Regions from separate parts of the Mus musculus genome. Here regions 2 and 3 are each linked to region 1. A link is a contact called in public promoter capture Hi-C data. All regions are on one chromosome and are shown on one strand. The core of a region is the stretch at or near the end of the contact, and the rest is flanking DNA. Distances in the headings are between cores, read along the strand shown. Region 1 holds the start of Gpx4 (glutathione peroxidase 4). Region 2 holds the start of 4930404N11Rik (RIKEN cDNA 4930404N11 gene). Region 3 holds the start of Pias4 (protein inhibitor of activated STAT 4).

What was found. Promoter capture Hi-C pulls out the DNA fragments that hold promoters and counts their contacts. Capture Hi-C pulls out chosen DNA fragments and counts their contacts.
Region 2: a contact with region 1 is called in a promoter capture Hi-C map of liver, with 5 times the contacts expected there. The contact joins the promoter of 4930404N11Rik here to the promoter of Gpx4 in region 1. A contact is called at or near these places in 2 of 39 promoter capture datasets (liver and neutrophils), 2 of 115 datasets of contacts at active chromatin or transcription factors (microglia and pancreatic cancer cells) and 1 of 9 other capture datasets (liver).
Region 3: a promoter capture Hi-C map of adipose tissue shows a contact between it and region 1, with 3 times the contacts expected there. The contact joins the promoter of Pias4 here to the promoter of Gpx4 in region 1. A contact is called at or near these places in 1 of 39 promoter capture datasets (cranial neural crest) and 2 of 9 other capture datasets (adipose tissue and liver).

Annotation. Positions count from the first base shown.
Region 1 is chr10:80,051,192-80,055,857 of GRCm38.p6, reverse strand. It overlaps Gpx4 (glutathione peroxidase 4), which reads right to left and starts at 2,293. Exons shown (of 7, transcript NM_008162.4): 1 at 2,143-2,293; 2 at 1,250-1,344; 3 at 1,014-1,158; 4 at 739-890. The coding sequence starts at 2,226.
Region 2 is chr10:81,363,606-81,368,271 of GRCm38.p6, reverse strand. 4930404N11Rik (RIKEN cDNA 4930404N11 gene) reads left to right here and starts at 2,452. Exons shown (of 4, transcript NM_001014836.3): 1 at 2,452-2,568; 2 at 3,292-3,530; 3 at 3,605-3,730; 4 at 4,036-4,248. The coding sequence starts at 2,486. The coding sequence ends at 4,208. It overlaps Mfsd12 (major facilitator superfamily domain containing 12), which reads right to left. Exons shown (of 10, transcript NM_028657.4): 9 at 4,589-4,666; 10 at 2,047-4,502. The coding sequence ends at 4,480. Fzr1 (fizzy and cell division cycle 20 related 1) reads left to right here. Exons shown (of 14, transcript NM_019757.1): 12 at 37-141; 13 at 539-631; 14 at 722-1,393. The coding sequence ends at 763.
Region 3 is chr10:81,165,231-81,169,896 of GRCm38.p6, reverse strand. Pias4 (protein inhibitor of activated STAT 4) reads left to right here and starts at 2,177. Exons shown (of 11, transcript NM_021501.4): 1 at 2,177-2,212. The coding sequence starts at 2,186.

The DNA.
Region 1 (4,666 bases), core at 1,044-3,543:
TACACAACTTTAATCCCAGCATTTAGAAAACAGGCAAGTGGATATGAGAGTTCTAAGCCAGCCTGGTTGGACATAGTCTGTTCCAGGCCAGCCAGGGAAACTGAAGCTGTAGCTCCCTTGGTGGTTAGAGGAATGCACTGCTCTTCTGGGGAATGGGCTACACTCCCAGCACCGAAAGTCTGTTAACTCCAATTCCCAGGACTCACAGGCTGTCTTCCGGCCTTGGAGGGCTTCAAGCATGCATGCATGCATGACACAGACTTGCATGCACACAAAACGCATACACAAAATGAAAATAATCTGGCGTGGTAGGGGCAGACAGGCCAAAGACTGTGAGCACTGGCTGTCCTTAAAGAGCACTCAAACTCAGCCCCCAGGCCCCACTTGGTGGCTACCAACCCACCAACCCCAGCTTTGGCAAATTCCATGCCCTCTTCTAGTCTCTGCAGACACTGTACCTACGTGGTACACATAAATACACTCAGACAAAACACCCATACACATAAAATACAACTAAAGTCATCTTTGAGGCTCAGCCAGGTGGTGCACACCTTTAATCCCAGCACTTTAGCAGGGCAGGCAGATCTCTGAGTTCTGACCCAAACTAGAGCTACACAATGAAACACACACACCCCCCCCCAAAAAAAACAAGGAAAAAAAAAAAACCTAAAAATTTGGCACCTGCTCCCCACCCAGGTCCAGAGCCATCTGTCCCCTCCCTCCCCCAGGGCCACTCACTTTCCCAGCATGCCCCTGCCCTTGGGCTGGACTTTCATCCATTTCCACAGTGGGTGGGCATCGTCCCCATTTACACAGATCTTGCTGTACATGTCAAACTTGACGTTGTAGCCGGCTGCAAACTCCTTGATTTCTTGATTACTTCCTGGCTCCTGCAGGAAGCAACATTTACTTGGAAGATACACTACACTGTACACTGAGACACACACACACACTGACACAGCCCCCCACCCCCACCCCGTATGAGGGGCATTGCCTGGGGAACAGCCACACACCTGCCTCCCAAACTGGTTGCAGGGGAAGGCCAGGATTCGTAAACCACACTCAGCATATCGGGCATGCAGATCGACTAGCTGAGTGTAGTTTACGTCAGTTTTGCCTCATTGCGAGGCCACGTTGGTGACGATGCACACGAAACCCCTGGGAGAGAGAAAGAGTGGGAATGAAGCCAGTCAGGAAATCCCCATTTTCAGACCAGCCATGCACACCGCCCATATGACTAGAAACCCACCTGTACTTATCCAGGCAGACCATGTGCCCGTCGATGTCCTTGGCTGAGAATTCGTGCATGGAGCGCGCACAGCGCCAATCATCGCGGGATGCACACTGTAAAACAGGAAAACTGAGTGTCCTAACCCAGGTCCCCTAGGGGAGAAGAATCCGGTGCCAAAGAAAGAAAGTCCTGGGGCACTAGGTGGAGGAGTCTCAAGGTTCCTTCCATTAAGTACGCCCCTTTCAGGTCGTCCTGATAAGATCTGTGGACACCCCTAGAATATGCTACCAGGGAAGAGGACGGCAGGGGTATCCCTGGCCGCACACCAAGCCCAGGAACTCGGAGCTGTTGCAGTACTGGGGAGGCTCTTGCAGCAGAGGCCCCGGGTTGAAAGGTTCAGGAATGGGCTCCATCCGGCGAGGGCGCGCCCTCCTGCGGCGGCGCGCGCGCGCTTTCCTTCGCCGAGGGCCCGGGCGTTTCCTAGGACTTTGGCGTCCAGGTCCACGGCGTCGCCGGCCTCTCGGGGATCCGCCGCGCTGTCTGCAGCGTCCCCGCTTGCGGGCGGCCGCGCGGCCCATGCCCGCCGGTCTGTGCGTCCCAAGCACAGCGCGGGGACAAAGAGCCGGTAGCCAAGGCGCCGCCGACTGTGACGCACCAGGCCGGGCAGGGCGCGTGACCAGGTCAGAGCCCGCTATGGTGACCCCGACACCGGTTCTCACCGCCCAAGGACCTCCCGCGCCGAGGCCTAGCCTTGTTCAACCCCGGAGATGCCTATCAGGCTCCGCTTTCCCACCTGGGTGCCCCCTTCTCTAGCTAACCGATCCCACGACCCCTGATCTCCACCCTGGATACGGTGACCCGACTCCGAACCCCGCCCCCACCCGCGATCCTCCAAGTTCCCAGTAGCCCACCATGGTGCCTGCCAGACCAGGCGCAGCCAGAGCCCCGCACAGCAGTGCTGGCTTAAGTAAGCGGCTCAGACGGCCCCAGCTCATCTCGGCGGCCGGAGCCAGCGGCTCCTCCCCTCACGCAGCCGACCAATGGACGCGCGAGGCCGAGTATGGCTTGCCCGCCCTCGGGCACGCCCACTGACGTCTCTTATTGGTCAGATGCGCCTGCGCTAAGACGCGAGGCCCCTGCAGCCAATGGGAAGCCTGAATGAAGGGACGGCTTGGGCGGGGCTGGGCTTACGAGTTTGTTGTTATCAGCAACTGCGCATGCCCAGTGATAGGGACGCGGGAGAAACGGGAGCCGCGTTCTCGCGGACGACGCGTTGGAGGGCTGTGGACAGTTATCCGCGAGGTTGCCTGCAGCGGAGCAGGGTGCCAGGGCGCTTTGGGGAACCTCTGGGAATAGAAAGCGTGTCAAAGTCATCCCCTTAAAGAGCCCCTTTGAAAGTACAGGAGTCTCCTTTTTCTACTGGAAACAGAATCTCATGTAACCCAGGCTAGCCTTGGACTGTTTATATAGCAGAGGATGACCTTGAACCCCTGGACCGCCAGCCTCAGCCTACTGAGTGCTGGGATCTCGGTGTCGGCCAATCCCCACATCCCTTCCATTTCTATTTTCTTTATCAGAGGTTGCCTCCTGTAGCTCAGGCTAACCTAAACTATGGAATGGCAAAAGTGTGCTGCCATGAGGTGTAGGGATGGAACCCAGAACCTGCAGCATGCAAGTGAGGGCTCTCAACCCATTGAGTCCCGAACCCCAGATGTAGCTTCTCCCCCCCCCCTCGACCCCCAATTTTACAGTTCAGCCGGTCTTAGAACTCAGCAATCCTGCCTTAGACTCCTAGGTACTAGGGTGATAGATAGGTCAATGACACCAGGCCCTATCTTGTCACCTGTAGATATTGATTCCTGTGAAGTTGATTTGAGGGGGTGATAAGAGGGCTTGGTGAGAAAGCCATTGCCATGAAAACACAGGACTATGTCCCAATCGAAGCACCCACGCAATCTGGTGCACAAGGATGCTCTTGTAATTCCAGAACCTGCGATTCCGAGGCTGGAGCATCCCTGCAGCTAAGTCAGGTCACCCAAGTACTCGTGGTCAGAGAGAGAACCTGCCTCAAAACCAAGATGGAGATGGGCCTAGTGGTCACACTCTTAGCCCCAGCCCTTGGAGCCTAGAGGGCAGCCTGGTCTGGTAAGCAAGTTCCAGGTCAGCCAAGGCTACAGTGAACCCTGTGTCAGGAAAGCAAGGTGGCAAGAGACATATAAATAGTTACTATTGTCCTCAGAGGTCCCTGCCTACATCAAAGAAGCCACAGGTCTTAGGGGCCTAAGTGAGAAGCTGAAGGCCCAACAGTTCCTCCTGCAACTTCACCTATGGCCTTGTCCAGCCCCCACAGCTCTCAGCCCAGCACTGGGCCCTTTGCCCTCCCCGTGTCACAGGAGTGACTCAGGACATTCCTCAGCTCAGCTGCCTGTCCACGCCCTCGCCTGGACTCTAATCCCTTCAATCCTCTTTTTCTGAACCCTGGAGTAAGCCATCCGCGAGACAGGAGCCCTCCCGGGGATCTGGGTCCAAGGGAGCTCACGCCCCACGGGCAGACACCCCCCCCCCCAAGGTTAAGATGATCTGGGGTGTCAGATACATTCTTGCCCAATCCTGTCCTGTAAGTTCTCAGTTGCCCTGAGGGCCCCCCCCCCCCCCCCGCCTCAGGAAGTCAGCTGTTTCCTCCCAGCCCCCAAGCTGGGGTGACACTGAGAGTCACTGAAGACCTCTAAGGGACTTGCACTTGAGCTTTAGCTTAAGTTGTAAATACACAACACACCCTCACAGGGCGTCTCAAAGGCCCGTACTTCTGGACGAGGGGCTGGGGCTGAAGGGCTGGGGCTGAAGGCGGCCACTCAGGAACCCAGCCCCAGGCTCTGGGAGGGATCTGCATATGGAGTGCCTTCCTCTCCCAAGTGACCCCAACTTCACCCTAATTCAGCCAGTTGGGAAATGAAGATCTGGGCTTCTGCGAAAAGCTACTTGGCAGTTCCTGAGAAGCTACCAGCTTCTGGACAGAGCCTGACTTTTACCTCATTGTTATTTTGGAGACAGGGTCTCACGTAGCCCAGGCTGGCCTGAAACTCACTTTGTAGCCAAGGATGACCTTGAACTCCTGATCCCCCTACTTCACCCTCCTGAGTGCCTGCCGGGATGACAAGTTTGTTTGTTTATCGGGTGCTGGGTGTGGACCCCAGGTTTTACACATACCAAGTGAGGCCTTAAGCCCCAGCCTTTGTTTCTAATTTCCTTTGTTTTCTGAGACCAGGTCTCCAATTTCCCCAGGCTCCTCGGAGCTTCTCGCCTCTTGCTCCCCAAGCACTGGAAAGACAGAGCCATTGCCACCAACAGGGGACCCTGGGAATGAGAAGCCGCGGTCGTGGACAACCTGCTAGAAGGACTTAAGAAAGATTAAGTTATGCAAAGTGGAATTTAACT
Region 2 (4,666 bases), core at 1,203-3,702, 1.3 Mb before region 1:
GCCCTCTGCAGCTCTGATGCCTAGTCTCTCCACCAGGTGAGCACACATGGCTACTCACAGAACCAGATCCTCGTGTGGAAGTACCCGTCCCTTACGCAGGTGGCCAAGCTCACTGGCCACTCATATCGTGTCCTCTACCTGGTGAGTGTTGGCCACTGTCGCTGTCAGCATCCTGGGGCTCCATGTGGCAGGCTTGCCTGTGGCTTGCTGGGAGGGTGTTCATCACCTCAGCCTTCCTGCACTAACAAACTGGTGTGTCACCACCAGTGTGTCACCAACCTAGGATTTGGGAAGTGGGGCGAGTCCTGTCTACCAGACCTCACTCACAGGGCATAGGCTCTCCATACAAGTTTCAGTGTCCCCTGGCTGCTGGTACACTTGGATATGACCTGCCAAGTGTGGGAACAGAGGGATCAGCCCAAGCACCGCAGGCCTTGTGCGCCCTAGCCCAGAATCCATGTCCCCTGGCTTTTGTCTGGGTCCCAGAAGCTACCTGTTGCAGCTGGGAAATAGCCAGGTCCTTCTGCCCCTTCTATAGGCCATGTCCCCTGATGGGGAGGCCATAGTCACCGGAGCTGGAGATGAGACCCTGAGGTTCTGGAATGTCTTCAGCAAAACACGCTCTACAAAGGTAACATGGCAGGGTGGTGGGCAAGCCTGCTGTTGTGTCCCTGGGCTCTCACAGCCCTGGCACACAGTCACCTGCATCCCCTGTTCCCAGGAATCTGTGTCTGTGCTCAACCTCTTCACCCGGATCCGATAGACCCCGCAGGCGGGATGTGAAGCCCACAGGCAGAGATGGAGCAGCCAGCATGCATAGGCCTTGCTGTGCCCGCCTTCCCCAGAAGCATCTGGCGGGCGGGAGCCGGAGACCCCAGAGTCTCATTAAATGCCTCATTGTGAGCTGTGGAGCCAGTGTCTGGGACGGGGACATGGGGACCCTCAGCCAGATGGACACTTGCCACCTGTTACCACTGCCCAAGCCATATTGGACACAGCTGAGCAGGAGGCTGAGATCCCATGAAATCCCCAAACCCAGTGTCACCTGGGGACCTGAGCCGTTGTGCCCCTCTCTGCTGCCACTCCAAACCAGAAGACCCTGGGAGGCACTGGCAGGGACCTGGGCCTCTCACCCTGTGACACTCTTAACTGCGTTGACTCTGATTGCATTGCCACCCTTTGTCTGTGTGTGCGCCTTCTGTAACCCCTCCCCGTGGGTGTCAGCTCACCCTGTCCCTAGCCAGCTGCCTTGTCTGCCTCTTCCTGGCTGCCTCTAAGCTTCCTGGGCCTCCCTGTCTTCATACCCCATCTCCACTGCCCCTTGCCTGGGGATTCCCAGTGTGGTGGCTGTGGCCTATGGTGTGTGCACGTGTGTATATATGTATTTGTGACACCTTGGGGTCGGTCTCCTGTGTTTTGTTGCCTTGCCCCAAAACTGCTGATGGCTGGAGAAGCCCCTGGGACACAGTCACTATGGGGTTGGCTGCCTGCAGGCCTGTGGGAGTCATAGCCTTGTGAGCTAAGTGGGTTCTGCACTTAACAGGAGTTTAAGGTTCAGGGCCACCTGCTGCTGTTGACATCTGTACCCAAAAGCAAAATGCCTTTAGATGTGCACTAGTGTCACAGGCCCTTGTGACCTCCTGTTGGTGGAAATCCTGCTGGGCGTGTTCCATATGCAGGGGTAGGTGCAGCCTGCCTTCTGATTCCTGGCTGACCTTCTTGGTGTGTGTGGTTCAGAAGGCACCTGCCCTGGACAGAGCAGCCAGCTGTGACTGTGAAGGCCATGAATGGGAAGGGCTGGTATACAGGTCAGGGTGCAGGTGAGTCAGAGAGTAAGGACCAAAGCCTACAGAGCCAGAACTGCAAGCAGGGAGGGCCTGTGGCTTGGGCTCCCACCCCACAGCAGTGTCCTGGGTAAGTTGGCCAGGACCCTGACTGGAGCAAGCTTAGCATGTTGGTGACCAGAGAGGGGGAGGTGATGTCTGGTGAGAAAACAGGAACCCAAGTGGAGCGCCGCCTATACAGACTGTAAAGGGTTGACTGAGCTATGAGATTGGTTGTTGCTGTTTATTGTCATGAGATACACAGGATGCACTAGCAGAATGAGCAGGCCCTGGGCTCTGCATGTTCAGCGATGCCACCAGTGATCCCAGAGCATTCTCCCCAACCCAAGACTTAGGTATCCACTTCCTTCTGTGGATCTCTAGATCATGGCCCATACTTTGTGGCCTTTGTCACTGTGCCCTTACTTGGATGTGTCTTGAGGACAGAGATGGGGTGGAGACCCACGCTCTAGAGGGCATGACCTCCCGCTGTGGGGCAGGGAGGGGGGAGGGAACACTTTGGGTCCCAGCCCCGCACCAGGAAGTAAGCTGAGGTCTTAGACTGTGGCTGCCCGCTTCCCTGTTGCTGGGATACCTTTGTCCCTGTCAACAATGGCCCCAGGGCCTTGGTGACTAGAGCCTCTGGGCAGGCAGGGCCAGACATGGAAAACGTGAGGCGGGAGGCTACTCGGCCCTCTGTTCCCTCAGGCACCCTTGAACTCTACTTCCCCGACCATCTCTACCGGTGGGTTCCTGCCCTTGGTCCCTTTCTTCACCCAGACCCCAGATCCCCTACCCCTACCAGCAGCTCAGGTGGCTGGGATGGAGGTATGCAAGGGTTGTAAGTTAGGCATTTGCACACACCCACTCCCAAGCAGACAGGTGCTGCCACTCATACTCCCAAGCAGAGGGGTCTATTGATTCTCCTGTCTACAGGTGCTGCAGTGGCAGCCATGTGCCTGAATGCCCTCCCTTTTTAGATTCTTGTGTGTATCCCGAGCTGTTCATAAGCCCACAGAGATCCTCCTGCCTTGGCACACTTAGTGTCGCCACCCACACCTAGCAGAAAAGTCCCATTTCATAGGTCTGCTCACACTTGGGCCTTCCATGGTGCTGATGACAGGCCACCTCACGTGGGTCCCTTGCAAGCCCCACTCCTGCAGCCTGCATGGCCTCCCATGCATGCACCATCTGTGGGGAGTTACAGGCTAGGCACACCCTTGGTCCCTCCTTCCCCCAACAGCCATAAGTGGCTCAAGGCTGAGGCAGGATTGCTGCCAGGTCAACACTGACAACTGCCTCAAACAGGGCCATTCTCGGCTACAAGATATAGACTGCAGGTGGGAAAGTGCACAGAGGAGATGGGTAGAAGGGGATGACTCTCACCCAGCACCTTGGCAAAGAGTTGGGACAGGAAAGCTGGCTGGGACCAGCAGGACGCCCTGGCTCAGTCCCCACCCTCCCTCAGCAATGACTACGTGTCCCTGGAGGGGCCCCGTTGGGCGCCGGCCATCAAACAAGCCGTGCGCTGGAAATTCACGCCCATGGGACGGGATGCGGCCGGCCAGGTGTGGTTCACCGGCCTGACCAACTCAGAACCTGGTGATGCCTGGTACAAGCTGCCCCGTGCTCTTGACACTCCGTACCGCGAGGCCCACACGCGTTGGCACGGCTGCTTTCAGAGTCGCCAGCGTGGCCTGCCGCCCGGTGAGTATCCCACCTCCGGTCGTGCACACCCGTGGGTCTCAAACTGACACCCTCCCTTCCGTGCCTCCCCGCAGCCTACACACAGCACTTGCGGGAGATGGCCTTCTGGGACCCCGCGATAACCGCGCAGTATCTCAACTCAGGCCCGCGCTGGGGGTGCATGCAGTGGAGGGACAGGCAAATCCGTGGCAAGGAGTTCGGTGAGCTGAGGGGATGCGGACAGGAGGGGGCCGGGGGTAGTACTGCACGTGGGTCACTCCACTCTCGGAGGCAGAGATAGGGGGATTTTTGGTCCCGGAGGCAGCCTGGGCTAGCTAGTGTCAAAAGAAAACAATATTAAAAAAAAAAAAAAACGAAAAAATAAGGAGGGCTAGGCCAGCAATGGGCAGAGGTGCGGGAGCGCAGGATGGGCGTGGCCTGGTGGGCTCGGTCAGCATAAGGATTTGGGAGCCCCCCCCCCACCCCCGGCCCCGCAGCTGCAGAGCTCGTCCGGTCCTGTCCGCAGTGGTCACCAGGAACCAGTTCGGGGCAAAGCTGCCCTGGCGGTCCGACTATGTGCCGCTCCTGTCGCTGCCACAGCGGCCGCGCTTCACCGCGCAGGACTTCAGACAGCGGGGCCTGCAGCGGCCCTGCCCGGCCATCGGCCAGCCTCCTCCGGCTTTCACACCCGCGCTCTGATAAAGCCGTGCTACCGACCCGTGTGTCCGTGTCCCCGTAAGCCAGGTGATCTCTCCCACGTGCAGCCCGGGCATGTGTCCCCTACAGCCTCCCGGTAGGCTGGTGCATCCCTGTCAAAAGTGGGGCGAGGCACAACGGGCCCCTAGGGCTCACTCAGCAAGCTTGGCCGGGTACACCCACCCGCAGGCCGTGCCCTCTGATCCTGAGCAGGTTGGGGAGGGGGCAGGGTGTCTGCCTGGTCCTTCATAACGTCGCCCTGGGGAGCCAGAGGTCAAGGCCGGTCTCGCGGGTCCCCTGTAATAAGGAGTGGAGTGGCGTTGGGAAGGGCGGGTCCCAGGTTGCACCCCGCCCCCACCCAAGTCCTAGTAATGGAGACCCACGGTTGCGAATGCGGATGGGCCAGATGAGGAGGCTGCAGAGAGCCAGAGCCGCGGCCACACCCACGCCGCCTGTCACTG
Region 3 (4,666 bases), core at 928-3,427, 1.1 Mb before region 1:
GGTGTGGTGAGCCGTGCCTGTCACGCCAGCACTTGAGAAATAGAAGCTACAGTGGGGTTAGTTACAGAGGGGAATACCAGGTGAGCCTGAGCTTCATGAGACCGGTTCTCAAAAGAAAACACTTTTTACTCTACTTCTTGTGGGTACTAGGAAGCCACAGGGGGCTTGCGATAGAAGTCAAGCTTGGAAGAGCTCTCTCTCTCTCTTTTTAATTTAGTTAGAACAAGAGTAAGGATCGAGTGGCTTGCAGAGAATCGACCAGAATGCTAACACACACACACACACACACACACACACACACACACACACACACACACGAAAGACGACCCGGATGTGCACTGCACCGGGCCAACTAGGCTCACACCCCACCACACACACACACACACACACACACACACCACACACACACACACACACACACGAAAGACGACCCGGATGTGCACTGCACCGGGCCAACTAGGCTCACACCCCACCACACACACACACACACACACACACCACACACACACACACACCACACACACACACACACACACACACACACACACACACGAAAGACGACCCGGATGTGCACTGCACCGGGCCAACTGGGCTCACACCCCACCACACACACACACACACACACACACACACACACACCACACACACACACACACACACACCACACACACACACACACACACACACACACACACGCAAGACGACCCAGATGTGCACTGCACAGGGCCGACTAGGCTCACACCCCATCACTACAGGGCCATGCGAGCCCTACACCTGCCAGCTGCCGCTCGAAGGGAACAGGGACACCTGCCCGGCCGCATTCTGTTCATCCCCAACCCTTCTCTTCATCAAAATGCAACCGTAAACATGAGCCATAAAATGCACCAGAGCAGGAAGCACATACACCTTTAAGACCACCCTCCCCACGTGGGCGCGGTCCAGTCCTCCCAATGAAACGGAAGCAAGGGGCGGTGCCGTTCTCGCTTAAAAACCCAGAGCGGGGCTAGAAGTGAGCGTGGCCCCAGTGCAAGCTTCGAAAATTTGGGGGTTGGGTGGGGCTTGTGGGTAGTTAGAAAGCCAAGGAGGGCCCCTGAAATGGTGATCGCCCAGAAGTCTATTAGGAGTTCGATCCACAGAACTCATTTTGTGACACCTGGTTAAAGGAGAAAGCAATTCCAGCAAATTGTCCTCTGATGTCCACCTAGGGGGCTTGGAACGCGCGCACCCACACCTATTCGCGTTAGTCTCTAAACCTGATGACCTGAGTTCGATTCCCTGAATCCATATTGTGGAAATATACAAACCCCTTAGATTGTCTTTGGACGATCAAAAATTGCGTGTCTCCCCCAGTATATAAATAAAACAGACCACAGAAAAGTGGGCGTAGCCTTGAGCCAACAAATAAAGAAGGAAAAATGCAGCTAGAGGGGCTTCTGTGCCCTAAAGAAGCAAGGCTACGCAGGGCTTGGTTATGTTCATCTTTAATCTCAGTTCTCCGGAAGCAGGGGCAGGAGGATTTCAGTGAGTTTGAGGCCAGTCTGGTCTACAAAGCGAGTTCCACAGAGCCAGGGCTACATGGTGAACCTGTCTCAAAAAACAAAAACAATTTTTAAAAACCCACAACTGTTGCCACCGCAAGCCAATTTGAAAACGAGGCAGGGGGTTCGGCCTGTACTCTACAGAAAAGGTGGGGCCAGTAAGAGAGGGAGCAGGGCAAAGGGTATATGGTTCAGGCACTAGCTGGTTCATCCCTGCTACCTACACAGTGGAAGGAGAAAACCTAATTTCCTAGACTGTTTTGTGACTTTCACATATGTACACACTAAATAAACACAAAAATTTAGCGGTTCTCTAAAGCAAGAGAAATGAGGCGGCGGGAAGTGCTGCTATTTCTTTAAGCAGCAGACTCCTCCCCAGAGTGGGCGTGGTAGCGGCCAGCGCCTTGAAAAATAACCGTGGGGGGCGGGATTTGGCAATTGTCCGTTGTGATTGGTCAGATCCTCGGGCGGGGTTCCTGTAGGCGCGTGCGCGTGATGCATCCTCCCGCCTCTCAGACGCGGGGGCGTGGAGGAAGGAGCCAGCACTCGCTTTTACTGGCTCTCGCGCAGGCTCCGCCCTTTAGTCGAGGGCCCTCACGTGACGCGACGGCTGGGGCCTCCCGGCGCGGGGGACGCTAGTGGCCAAGATGGCGGCAGAGCTGGTGGAGGCCAAAGTGAGTGAGCGAGAGTGGCTCCGGCCGGGACAGGCGGGTGGCGGAGTACGGACCGCTCCTCGCAGGGAGCTGGGAGGGCGGGGTGTGGCGGCGCGGGCGGCGAGGGTGCGACTGGGACGCGGGCTGAACCTGCGGGCGGGGGGCGGGGAGACCGGGGGCGGGGTCGCCAGCTCCCTCCTGGGGTGTCCCCGCCGTCTACTGTCACTTCTCTACTGACCCTAGCAGGGGTTCCCACAGTGTGGCTACACAGCTTTCCCGGTGCAGGCACTGTCCTCTCCTTTGGGTTAGCTCTGTTGGGACATAACTGGGGGTCCTTCTGTGGTCTGGGAAGCCGAAGGAATGCAAAGTGACTTCGCCATCAGGTTTCCAAGGCAACGAGTAGGACTCAGGTCCGGGTGCCCCCCCTCTTTCCTCCCCCACAGGCCTGCATGGGGAAGGTCTACAGGGATTGCCACAAGTCCTCTGATTCTCGGGGCTCAGACTGACACCTTCTGACTCCAGACTCAGGCCAACTATAAGTGCCCAAGTTCATTTTAGAGACTCAGCCCTCGAGTCCCGCTCCCCACTTGTCAGCTCTGGGGTACCTCTTCACTTCAGCCTCCAGTGATCCTGTCTCACTCTAACCCATCTCTAACCTGTGAATCGCCTTGTAGAGTTTCTCTGCTGCCTGGCATACTGGACCCACCACCTCCTTGTTATGTGTTCCTCAGATTGATCCTCACAGGACACCTTGACTGAGTCCAGGGGAACATTGTTTAGACTTGTTCCCCCATTTCTGCATTAAGGTACCAGGGCTCTGACCTGACTTGAGTCCCCATTAAACCCTCTTGAAGTACAGCTTGGCTTAGCCTACATCCAGTTCTGCTCTGTCTCCCTGTCAAGGTTCCAGCACACTTGTCCCTCCAGAGTTATTGGAGTTCCTCAGTCCCCCTCAAGCATCTTCCCACCCATAAGATTCAGACTTGCCCCCCCCCCCCCCGTTTTTCTGCCTGCCTTGTGACATGGTCCTTCCCTCCCCACTGGGACCCTTAGGGTTATTCTAGAGGATCTGATTAAAAGGTGTCGTCCTCACCAGGCATGGTGGCACACCTTTAATCCCAGGGGTCTGGAGACAGAGGGAGGCAAATCTCTGTGAGTTTAAAGCCAACATGGTCTACAAAGTGAGTTCCTGGACAGCCAGGGCTCCACAGAGAAATCCTGTTTCAAAAAATCATTTAAAAAAAAAAGTGCAGCTGGGCGTGGTGGCGTACGCCTTTAATCCCAGTGCTCGGGAGGCAGAGGCAGGCGGATTTCTGAGTTTAAGGCCAGCCTGATCTACAGAGTGAGTTCCAGGACAGCCAGGGCTACACAGAGAAGCCCTGTCCTGAAAAACCAAAAAAAAAAAAAAAAAAAAAGTGTACCCCTCTTTCTCACCATTTACTCACCCCAAATCTACACCATTTACATAGTGGTTTTCTCTTGGGAAACAGAACTTTGAGATGGAGATATGTAAACTATGATCTGGAACGCAGGAGTTTTTTTTGTTTTTTATTTGGTTTTTTTGAGAAAGAGTTTCTCTGTGTAGCCCTGGCTGTCCTGGAACTCACTCTGTAGACCAGGCTGGCCTTGAATTCAGAAAATCGCCTGCCTCTGCCTCCCAAGTGCTAGGATTAAAGGTGTGGGCCACCACGCCCGGCTGGAACACAGTTTTACTCCTTGAAGTCCCCCTTGTACCATCCTAGAACATTGGGGTGAGGCCAAAGACTCTGTACCTTCATCCCCCCTCAGTGAGAAGGGCTGCGATTGCTTCTTTGCGGTCTAGATTCTTTAAATAAAAGCTGATGACCTCTACTTGACTCTCTGCCCCCTAGACCTCCACCTCCACCTTAGTTAGGTGAACTTGACTCTTCTTTGAAACTCTGAAATGGTCCAGAGGACTCCTGTCATGGCCCCTCACAGTGTTTTAAGAATGATAGCAATACCTCCACTTTTCTGGTAGCTTTCCTCCAATCTGTCCCAACAGGCCAGAGATTCTGTCTTTTGAGGCATCCTGGGGTTTCCAGGAAGCGAGATTGTGGTGTTTGTGGATGAATGGACCATGCTCCATCATCCTGTGGGTGAATGGTGCCTGCAGCAGGCTTGGGGCCAAGCCTTCGTCCTTTGCCCCTGTGTTGGGCATCTCAGCTTTCTAAAGAGCCTAGGCTAGTGTCACAGCTAAGTACAGCCACTTCTCTCTCTGTGTTTGGGTTGTCACTCCACATCACACCCCAAGCTGAATCTCCAGAAGTCATGGTGCTGATGCTGTTTATAAACTCGGCCCTGGTAGTCTGTGCCAGGGCGGGAAATACACTCCGGGTGATGGATGGAGGCTTCTTCCTGTGCGTCTGTCCCCATGCCCTGCTGTTCTCCAGCAGGCTGCTCAGGCCATAGCAGCTGCTGAGAAACCTGACCCAGACCATATGGCAGCGACCTGGC